3 separate regions of the Mus musculus genome follow, and all the other regions are linked to region 1. A link is a contact called in public Hi-C and HiCAR-type data. All regions are on one chromosome and are shown on one strand. The core of a region is the stretch at or near the end of the contact, and the rest is flanking DNA. Distances in the headings are between cores, read along the strand shown. Region 1 holds the start of 9330188P03Rik (RIKEN cDNA 9330188P03 gene). Region 2 overlaps Gm35967 (a long non-coding RNA gene). Region 3 has its middle 4.7 kb from the start of Gm35909.

Evidence for each region. A called contact is a pair of places that touch in the nucleus more often than the background predicts. HiCAR-type assays count read pairs that join an accessible place to other places.
Region 2: a Hi-C map of the N1E-115 cell line shows a contact between it and region 1, with 4 times the contacts expected there. The contact joins the enhancer-like site here to the promoter of 9330188P03Rik in region 1. A contact is called at or near these places in 3 of 39 promoter capture datasets (the 3T3-L1 cell line, embryonic stem cells and liver), 4 of 484 Hi-C or Micro-C datasets (the N1E-115 cell line, embryonic fibroblasts and muscle stem cells) and 3 of 115 datasets of contacts at active chromatin or transcription factors (astrocytes and pancreatic cancer cells).
Region 3: a contact with region 1 is called in a HiCAR-type map of astrocytes, with 9 times the contacts expected there. The contact joins the enhancer-like site here to the promoter of 9330188P03Rik in region 1. A contact is called at or near these places in 5 of 484 Hi-C or Micro-C datasets (the N1E-115 cell line, brain, cerebral cortex and 2 more), 7 of 115 datasets of contacts at active chromatin or transcription factors (SST interneurons, astrocytes, embryonic fibroblasts and 3 more) and 1 of 9 other capture datasets (embryonic tail).

What each region holds. Positions count from the first base shown.
Region 1 is chr14:105,587,740-105,591,386 of GRCm38.p6, forward strand. 9330188P03Rik (RIKEN cDNA 9330188P03 gene) reads left to right here and starts at 1,810. Exons shown (of 3, transcript NR_102319.1): 1 at 1,810-1,934.
Region 2 is chr14:105,682,848-105,686,494 of GRCm38.p6, forward strand. It overlaps Gm35967 (a long non-coding RNA gene), which reads right to left. Exons shown (of 4, transcript XR_874934.2): 4 at 504-1,795. Among named protein-coding and RNA genes, the nearest start is that of Gm6145, 41 kb to the left of the region's middle. Within about 2 kb of position 1,719, at least 45 of the 459 cell types and tissues checked have an H3K27ac peak or open chromatin away from gene starts, as enhancers often do. A contact at or near this core is called in the N1E-115 cell line and pancreatic cancer cells, where this site is marked.
Region 3 is chr14:105,511,533-105,515,179 of GRCm38.p6, forward strand. No RefSeq gene overlaps it. Among named protein-coding and RNA genes, the nearest start is that of Gm35909, 4.7 kb to the right of the region's middle. Within about 2 kb of position 1,874, at least 28 of the 459 cell types and tissues checked have an H3K27ac peak or open chromatin away from gene starts, as enhancers often do. A contact at or near this core is called in astrocytes, cerebral cortex, forebrain and 1 more, where this site is marked.

The DNA.
Region 1 (3,647 bases), core at 560-3,059:
AAAAAGCCATTTCTGTGTCTTTCCCTATAGTATTAAGAGCCCTAAAACTAAGAGAAAAAAAAAAAAAAAAGAATCTTTCAGATCCACTTTTCGTTGTCTATATCGATTTCATGCCTTGTAAGGTCTGCTTCGTTTTCTTAAGTTGATCTCGGATTTATGAGCAAAGTTTTAAAATGCTAAAATGGGGGAAATTGGTTCAATATTTCAAGCATTTCTTCTGTCGCTTTATTTCCCTGCTGTATTAATTTGTGGTTACTCACCTTCTCCTCAGCGATCTCCAGGGAACCCCAAATCTGACTCTCTATGATCTGACACGAACCCAAACATTTCTCCCAATAAATTACATCTCGTGTGTAATAAAGCGAAATTGCTTCTTTAGGCTGGGGGAGAATCCTCTAGGCAGCCATTGGCTACAGTTCGGGGGTTTTGTTCACTCGCATCCTGAGGACGCAGCTCTGAGCCTATGTGGGTCTGGGAGGGGGAAGGTTGCGTTCCCTCACTGGTCCAAACAATGCCAGAATGTTTTTCCCCTGTCCATTCACTTAAACAATGTACCATTCTGTACCTCATAAGCACTTAATTTATTCCAACTCTTTGGCCTGACCTGTAATCCCCTCTCCTTACCCATCTGACCCATCTGCGTTTCATTTCCCACTCATCGATGGCATCCAAAGAGCTAGGCCCAGGCCCTATTTGGAACCATTAGACAGAGATTGGCACTCTTCCCTCTTCCTGCACCACATCCTCTGCTGGAAAAAAAATGACCATCGGATCAGAGAACAGAGGCTGCTTTGTCCCCGGTAACGGGGATCTGGAAGCGTTTTCAATCATTTGTACTCTATACCCACTCAAACGCATTAATGTGATCAACATTGGGTCTGTTGTGGGCATTTTTTCCAGCAAATAGCTTGCTAACATTCCAGGCATGTACTTCCCCGAAAACAAGACTGAGACAGGGCCCTGAATATTCAATTGGAAAATCACCAAGAGCAGAAGCTTAGCTTGGCACGGCTGGTGTTGATTCTTAATAAGTGACTTCCTAAAGCTGAGGCATGGGCCTTACAGCGTCAATGACTTGTTTGAAAAATATTTTGTAGGTGCCTCATACCACTCGATTTCCTGTGGTATGCGTCATATTGTGAGCTATTCCAAGCCAGCCTGGTTAAGCACACTAACTCGCCGCCCCCCACCCCAAGATTGTGGTGTTTAACTAAAAATGTCTTTATACAAGATGAGCTCATAGCTATTACTGCTGATGTAGTTTTAACTGCTTGGATACCAATTTCAGTTGCTTGAAAATGTGCCAGCACAGGGTAAACCTGAGCACAGCCATATCTCACCCTGTAGAACATGGCGGGATGCTGTCCCAAGAAGCAGCGTTGCTTCAGGGGAAAGTGGCCCAGTTCAACACAATGCATACCTTTCACTTTCATTAGAAAGACTTACTGTTCTTAATATATTACCAAAGTCAAGGTGCTGAAGACATCTGGAACACGGGAATAAAATTAACCCTTTCACAGCTTCAGGTATTTTTTGTAACGCTTGCCAGGGAGGAGAGCTAAATTCAAGAAACCGAGAGGATTTTCTCAATTATGTTTCAGAAAGCAAACCCAAAGGCCTGACGTGCTGTTCACGAGTTCAAGTGTACGTGGGTGGGATTTGGGCGAGGGCTAAACAGGATACTGTACGCAAGAGACTTTTGACGAGGGCTTCTAATTTTAGACACGGGGCGTGGGGAGAGCAAATACGGCCGAGTGTCATCAGCACGCCTCATAAAGTATCCGGCACTTCCGCAGGCTGCAGTGCTTTACAGGACTTGTGATGTAGATCGTCGTCATTTTTGTTTCACAAACAAGGAAGGAGAATCTCAGAGATTCCGTAAACTCCATAAAGCGGTGATTCATGACAGAAGCAGGGACGCAACTTCGACCAGTGTGAGTAACCCACTGGGACTTATCTGCCACCTTGCTGCCCGGAGATAAAAAGTATTCTCATCTCTATTACGGCTGCCTTTGTCTACTGTTGTTCAAAGGATTCAGGCTTGCCCGGGTGTCCTGAGCTAAAAGGAGAAATGAATATAAATCTGTGCGAGTTGTGTTCTGTCCTGCTTTCTTCCAGTGAATAGGTTACAGGCGGCATCTAGTTTGGGGCCAGTCCCCAGCGGCTGCGCAGTGGCTATTAACTGATTAGACATTGTCTATGCCATCTCTGAATGATTTGTGTCTCTACAATAGGACCTTTTATAACAGAGAAGAGAGGGATTGATACCCTGGACACTGCCTGGGCTGTGTTTGCCTCTTGGGGCAAATAATTTTCCTTGGTACCAGGAGCAGCTCTGATGTGGCTGCTTTGCCCTTATGTGGCCCGGGGCTTTCAGCTTGGGAGAAAACGTTCAGCCTGGTCTTGGATGAAACAAGAAGGTACCAGAGGGGAGCCAGGGCAGCCATGTTGTTTGTCAGAAGAGAGGACCACATGTGCCTGTCTCAGGATGATTGGCAAGGCAAGAGGATACCAGTGGGAAAAGGTGAAAGATTCTTAGAAGCAATGAGCTACCAAACCATTACACTGCACAGCACTAGGAAGGAGAAGAGGACTTTCAGTTGAGAAAGACTCTACCATGAGCTGGAAAATGGAACTTCTGTGTTGGATGTTTCCTGTGAGCTCAGAATTTGGGGTCTGTCAGGTTGAAAGCTACAGGGTGATACTCAGAGACTGTAAAAGGACTTTAAGTCGTCCCATTTGACTTGGTGTGTAGCACACTATCTGAAGCAGGCATCTTGCTTCTTGATCAAGATAGACACAGCAAACCAGTCTTTCTAAAAACCAACCAACCAGATTTACTTATTTAACATGTATGAGTGTTTTTTTTTTCTGCATGAATGTGTGTGCTCCATGTGTATGTGTGTTCCGTGTGTGCTCCATGTGTCTCTGCCCAAGGAGTCAGAAGGGATTGTCAGCATCCCTGGAACTGGAGTTGCAGATGGTTGTGAGCCACCATGTGTGAGCTGGGAATCCAACCTGGGTGCTCTGTGCTCTTACCCGCTAAGCCACCCTTTTGGCCCGTAGGGTGGGGCTGAACTTTCCTCATAGAGTATAATTTTTAGAAAATACAGATTTTAAAATTACTGGTGTATAGTTTTAAAACATTAGTGGAGACATCAATTCAAAATATCTAACCTGGATATTGTTTTTTTGTGTTTACGTTGTAAGCAGTTCATATTTTCTACTTTGAAACACTGGAAGTTTCTTTGAAGAGAGTTTTTTTTTTTTATCACGTATTATTTTGACTGGGAGATTTGCCACCACAGGATTGTCACATTTGGTGATAAGCCACACGAATATGTCACCAACCTAAAAATACGTTGGCATGTTTATTATTTCTTTTCTTCATTTCTTTCATTCTTGCAGTTAAACTCTACTCTGGAACTATTTAACGAGAAGGTGACATTAGGAAAGAAAGATTTCTTTTTTCTCCTGATAAAGACAGATAAGCTGGGAGCTAGTGAGAAGTCAGCTGGTTCAAGCCATCTCTCGCCTCAAGAATTCACCTTTCACATGTTTCTGCACTGTTATTCTAGTCCCTACGAGCGGCTGCACCCGTCTCCACCCTTAGCAGAGCAGACAGAGGGCACAGTAAGGAAATGTCA
Region 2 (3,647 bases), core at 469-2,968, 95 kb after region 1:
TTTTTATGTCTTTTTTTGGAAACATCTATTCAGGTCCTTCACCCATTTTTAAATCCTGCTATTTAATACTTTGCATTTGGGTTGTGTTGATTTTTAAATTTTGTTTTATTAAAGTTTTTTTTTGACATTGTCAAAATAAATGTTTGCCTTACAAAAGGCACTATGGGAACATGTTTGTGTGTGACACTAAACACTATGTTGTAAGATATGTATCTCTGGAGTACACTTTTCTTATTGCTTCTCCTACTCTGAAACAAAATGGCTGTTTAATAATTATTTCATGTTGCTAGATTCCCCTTCTGGCTAAACCACCATCAGACAATCTGGTGAAAGCTTTAGATGTGAAAATAAGCCCATATAACTTTAGAATATTACCTAAAGAAATTTAATGAGCAAGTAGATATTTAAATTGAAGGATTAGAGTCTCCCTGACTCATAGAGTTCCCTATACTCATAAATATCTAGAATTTTGGAAAAGAACAAAATTTGTTAGATGTGTGTGTGTGTGTGTGTGTGTGTGTGTGTATGTGTAGACACATATTTAAATTGGAATCAAACAACTGAAGTAGTATTAGTGAGTTTCAACTTTTTATCATTCACCCATTTATTCATTACTTATTTAAGAAATGGTTGTTGGACCCCTGCAAAGTAGCAGTTATTGGTTTATGGATTAAAGCATTCAAAGTTTGAGAGAATGAGGTCCTTGCCCTTGAACATGTAGCAAGATGTAGCACATATTATTTTCTTTAGATTTATTTATCTTATACATATGAGTGTTTGCCTACATGTATTACAAGCGCCATGTTTATGCCTGGTGCCCTCCGGTCACAAGAAGGCTTCAGGTTCCCTGGAACAATAGTTACGCATGGTGACACAGATGCACATGAATGCTGGGAACCAGACCCAGGTCCGCTGGAAGAGCCACAGATATTCTTAACCACTGAGCCCTCTTTCTATCCCCAGCACGTGGTAAACCTATTTTAAGAGAGACCTGCTGAAAACTAAGGAAGCAGAAGATCAAACTCCTACCTTTTGGGAAAGTACTGAAGATGCTACGTGAAAGAGGTTGGGGACCGTTACTGAGCCCCTGAGGGGAACACAGACCCAATAGGACCCGCTTAGGAAGGCCATTTTACTGTGGGAGCTGAAAAGTCACTTTGGAGGAGTCATGAGGGAAGACATTTGTGAGCTGGGCACACACATTATAAAAGGCCTGAACATTTTCCTGAGATGCTCGTTGTGGTCAATAAAGACACATTGCTGAAGATTAGATCTGGGAAAGGACAGAACTGTCCACAATGGCTTTAGAGCCTGGACTCTGTCTAAGACAAATTTCACATACGTCAGCATGGCATAAGTGAAATTCATGTAGATCCATAAAGATGTACGATGAAAAGTGGCGTTCTTATTAAAAGTTCTCTGTGTGTTGGTTAACTTTAGATTATTCCTGAAAGTTGTCCCAATCCTAGGGGTTAACTATAAACTACCAAATTTGTGTTTATTGCTCATTTTTCTTTTACTTAGCCACCCCTAGCCTACTGAACAGCATGACAGCCATAGTATATCACTTATCTGTTCCTAATTAAATGAGTCACCACCCCAGAGAGGTTCACATGCTCACTAATGGCTTAGAAAGGTGACTCAGAACGTTGAGTGAGGCCTCAGCTTCAGCTTCATTGGTGGAGTGGGAAATTGTTCTCAGGGAAGCATCATCATCAGAAGGAAGTCTATGAGTCATCAGGTGAATCCAGTGTGATGCCGCCATGTCAGGTGTCAGTCACTCTGCTGTGAGGGCCTGAAGAAAGGACAAATCACCTGCTCTTTTAATGTCACCTTGACCAATGAAGGGACTTTAAAAAAAATTGTAAATGAGTTACTCTAGCTAAAGTCAGTGTTTTGTTTCCTGTTGTTACTTTTGTTATAGATTCAAGAGAGTACAAATGGCCAAGAAACCATGTCCACAGTGGAAACCGGGAGGAAAATGTAAGGCTTGATAAATTAAAACTTAAGAGTAGAAAGGACTTGGCTGCGTGCAAGGGGCGGGGAGGGAAGGGTGGTTAATCCTGCAGCAGTTGTGCTGAGAACACTAAAAATGCTTCTGCTAGGGGAGGGTATCAACATTTTAATCTACCTTACACTGATAAAAAAGAAAAAAAACACACAGTGGGGAGGAGGAGGCTAGGGCAGGCAGGTCTTGATGGAGCCACGGGCAGTAGAAACAAAACTCTCTTTGTTTGGAGAACACTGCACCTGCGTTAAATTTACTGCTGACATCTCTTTGCAGAAATTTGATTTTTTTCTCTACTTCCCCCCACCTTTTATTGTTTTCAACACGGAAGAATGTGAGGCATGCCACTTGCCCTTCTGGTCGCTGTAGTGCTTCTGTCTGCGACTGTGAAAAGGAGCAGGGCTTCCTCCCCGCCCTTGCCATCAGCACGTCATCTGGGCAATGCACCTGCACCGTAACACTACACTCTACCTTGCGGAGCCTCATACTTTTGTGACACACTCAAGAGATCAATTTCCTGTGGATCTGGGCCTTGGAGACAGGGCCTTGTTCTGACAAGGAAGGGTGCTTTCAAATAACCCTGATGACTGAGGGCAGCTCAAATAGACTCAGGGCCTTCAGAGGAGCTGTTGTACCAACATTAGAGCTGGTGGCTGAGGGGACACTTTTAGGGGAGGAACTTTCATAACTTCAGTTTCTACAGTGAAGCAATTCTGGCGTGTCTCTCTTCCTTTTATCCTTTCTTCCTTTCTTCCTTTCTTTCTTTCTTTCTTCCTTCCTTCCTTCCTTCCTTCCTTCCTTCCTTCCTTCCTTTTTTCCAACCATGTGACAATGAAGATAACTGGAGGGTGGTAAAAAGTGCATAATATGCCTCACCCCAGGAATTATCATATGGCGATCCATACTCCTGGACCCAGTGCCTAAGCCCACTTTGCCATCTCAGCAGATCATTACTAAATGTTTGGAGTTTGAATGAATGAATGAATGAATGAATGAATGAATGAATAACTGATCAGTCAAATGAGTTATCTGCTACAGAGCCCTGAGGTACACATTTTAATAATTAATTTTTGTTGTTTGAAATTATCATTACATCAAATTTCCCCTTTCATTTGCTCACCCCATCCTCTCCCAAGCATCCTTCTTGATCACTATCAAATCCATGCCCTCTTTCTCTTTAAGTGTAATTATACACACACACACACTCCATAGAGGAATACATATATATATATATATAAATATATGCCTATCTGTCTGTATGTATGTATGTATATATGTATGTATACATACAACCTGCACAGTCTGTATAATTTTTACTTGTATGTATCTGCTCTCAGGGCAAACCACTTAGGATAGCTAATTAGAGATTTCTTCCCTAGGAAAGATCATTCTCTTCTTGCTATGACTCTATGTGTTCAACCTTCTCTCCAGACTTAGGAATTAGAAAACCCTGAAATGGACTAGAAGAGAAGGATGAAGATAGAACGGCGTGTGAAAGGCTCGTTCAGCTTGTTTCTTGAGCATCACATCAGCCGAGTGACAGACATGGCCCCGAGACCTTCAAAGTAGGTTATGAGGAACCAAGCTTCATATTGTCAAGTGAAATTAAAATAAGAAATTAATATAAAAGTCTCAGAAA
Region 3 (3,647 bases), core at 624-3,123, 76 kb before region 1:
TTGTTTAGTAAATCCACTTATTGAATTTGTTTTAAAGATCAGTTTGTTTCTCCACAAATATCTGTCTCTCTCTGTGTGTGTGTGTGTGTGTGTGTGTGTGTGTGTGTGTGTTCATGAATCTGTGCCGATGGGAATGGAACCCAATGCCTTGTTTATGTTAGACAAACCTTCTGTCACTGAGCTATAGCCTAAGTTCCCTTCTCTTTTATTTGGAGACAAGGTTGCACTAAATTGCTCATACTAGCCTTGAACTCACTCTGTAAGCTAGGCAAGACTACACTTTACACTCAGACTACTAAGCACTCATTTTTATCCTTTAGGCCACATCGAGGTCCAGTAACAACCACTGATGAACAATGCTAAGAAGATTCTGAAGGAAACTGCCCAATGAAAGCCCTTAAATATAAGCTGGAACCTCCTCTACCTCCATGGAACCTTCAGATGTTGGGTTCTATTTCAGTTCCTTATCTGTACACTACAGGCTTGTTGTTATTTGGTCGATTATGATTAAGCAACTGAAATTCTCAGCATCTGATTTTGGTTTCTAGAGTTCCCAGACCTGTGTCTACGAGGAGAACCAACTCTTTTTAAATGAACACATTCTGCGAGGAACTCTGAGAAGGAAAGAGGAATGAAGGGTGGAGGGGCCAGGGTTGTGACAGAGGACAGGAAGTCCTGTGCAAAGACTGTTTCAGTGATCCGAACTGTGTCAGATTTAGAGTTACAAGTGAGGATGAAGAGGAAAGATGTACGGTTTGAGTACATGTGCAGAGGCAGTACCGGGAGGAACCAGATAGGAGCGTGTCTGTAAGTTCCTCATGTACACCAAGGCCTCTCTATAGACAGGAGACCCAAGAAGAACAGAATGGGCATGAAAAGTAGGGGAAACAGTTTCAGATATCTATTAGTGTTTATTATTGAGAAATTATGAGAGATTTTTGATTAATCCAATCTGGCTATATAAGTTAATTAACATATGAAGTGGTGTAAGAATGTCTCAAGACATTCTGTTTCTCACTCAGTTTTCCTTTGGTTTACAGAGAGCTAGATTCCCTGTATTTTCCTACTAATATTATATCAGTATTGCACATGACCTGGATATAGAAACTTGCCTACCATAGCCAATCGTGGTTATGATCCTGCCCAATTGTCCAGGTACATGTAACTGATAGGAACTTAGAGAATTCAAAAGAAAAAAATTAATATTATAATTTAAACATTTTCCCACAGATACTGTATTTCTAAAGCAATTTCTGTTTGTGATTTTTAGGCTTAAGAACTGCTTTACTAAAAATAAAAGAAAGGAAGAAAGGAAGAAAGAAAGAAAGAAAGAAAGAAAGAATGAAAGAAAGAAAACTGCTCTACTGTGTAGAAGAGAGTCGTCTTCTTCATCCGAGTCTTACTGTGACTCTCTTGATTTTGAAGCTAAGAAACTGTGTCTAAGCATAATTTCCTTCAAAGATGTTTCCCTGTGCTCAGAAGAAAAGCTGAAAGCTTGATCTTGTGGTTCCCTCAGTAACTCCACAATGTTGTCAGCAAGAATGAGCCTGAATTCTCTTTTGGCTGCTGGTCCCCCATCACTGGTCTTTAGCATTCACAGCCCTCCACAGCAGAAAGGGGGGCAGGGAGAGGGGGGGAACGGACACGGACGACGACACTGCGTGATGTGAAAAAGTTCTATTTTATTCATCATGGTCTAGCTTGGTGCCCAAAGAAGGCTGACCTGCAAACACCTTGCAAAAGTCTCTGTGCTTCTTTACAAAAAGAATATTTCCAGTAGTTGATTGTTGGGCAAGTCAGGGAAGTCTGTAATTGATTTCTTTCAAAAGTCCGTGCAGCACAGTCCTTTTGGTTTTAGCGCCTGGCAACAGTTTTGGAAAGAGTCTGAAATCTGGCGTGGCTGGAATTTGTAGACTGTGAGCACAATCTCAGCGAGGCCTAGTCCCAAGTTCCCCAGCTCAAAAAGATGGTCATGTGACTCTGCCCCTACCAGGCCAGGATGCTTAGAGCTGCCAGAGGAGTAGCCAGGAAAACTATGCCCCTTCTGTATTTCCTTTGGATCTAACTGGTCCCGAAACACGCAGAGACAAAAACCACTTCTGCTGTTCAGTAGCAAGAGAGGCACACTAGCTCTCCAGTGCATTTCCTAAAGCTGTGATCTCTACGTTGTCTTCGCTGACCAACATTCATACGGCCAAACCGACGCACGGTGCGGTTCCTGCGGTTCCATCTTCCCCATACAGGCTGCCGGCTCAGAGAATGTGCTCTCAGAACAAGTATGGCTGTATGAATTTCCATGGAAGATTGTCTTTCGAAACATATTTTGGGGAAGCAGCGATAAGAAGTTTGTTGGACTCGACTGAGTTCTGCATTCTGGATCAAAGGATTCGTTCATTTATGTTTTTAGACAGTGGCTTCTAGAAGCTCTTCTAAAAAGTTATACTTTTTAATATACATATATTTTTATATACATAAAATAAATGTTGAGGCACTATGAGCAGACAGCCTGATTACACTTGGGGGATGTGTCATACCTAGCACAGTTCAAGGTCATTCCAAAGTCTGTTTGGGATTTTGATGACTTCAGTCATTTTCTGCGATGCCTTAAAGTTAATTGATATCTAAAACCCCAAACGAAGGCTAGATGTGGTGACACAAACCTACAATCACAATACCAGAGCAAGAACGTCACGAGTTTGAGCTCATCGTGGCAACACAGTGAGGACTTGTTTCAAAATCCAAAAATGACGTCAACAGAAAGCTTAACTTCCCATGGCCTGAGTATTCTCGATCAACAGAGGGAGTAGGTAGCACGGTGAGAGCTAGAGACACAGTGTTCTCAGTGGTCTTTAATAAAGCCCAAACGTTGTGATGTCATGACGCACAGCCAGGGATCGCATTTAGGTGTGGATGTGCACTGAGGTCATGGGAGGAACACAGTGGGAGCTGAAACTGGAACGGTGAGCTAGTTCACTGTTAAAAGATACTTGTGACCCAGGCTAATTATCTCGGCCCGCAAGCATTCCTTTCTCCTCACTCCTCATCCCTTTTCTTTAGCCTTTATCTCCTCGGATTTCCTTCTTTCTTTGCTTCCTGTTGTTTCCTTTGCCAGTGACTGTGGCCCTTAGCCTTCTTGAGTCCTTGGGGATCTGTGTTCCTGCTCATCATCTCTGGTTGCTTGGCCACTGCTGCTCTGTTTGATGTGAACTGGATCTGGGTAGCTCCCTAGGACCGTTTCTCTCACGAGGATGGTGCAAGGGTTGAAGTGGACCCTATCCGCAAAACACCCTAACGTTCTCCCACCCTTGAAAACGTTTTTCTGTGATCCGCGTTCCCAGCCAGCCTTCTCTGCTATGAGCTCAAGGCAGGAAAGAAAGGACTCCCTCCCACTTGGGAAGAAGATGCTGCAATGTTTTCTGATGAAAATGAGAGAAGAGAAACATTTCCCCTCCCTCCGGGCTCTGTGTTATTTAGCTGAGGTTCATAGTGGTCACAGTTAAGACAGAATTGAGGGTTAAGAAAGGTGGACTGAGCCAATGAGGTTGGGCTCAGAAGGGACCTGAGCTTGATGCCAGGGCTACATGTGGTACATTGAAGGAACCAATTCTGCACGTTGTCCTCTGATACACACACACACACACACACAC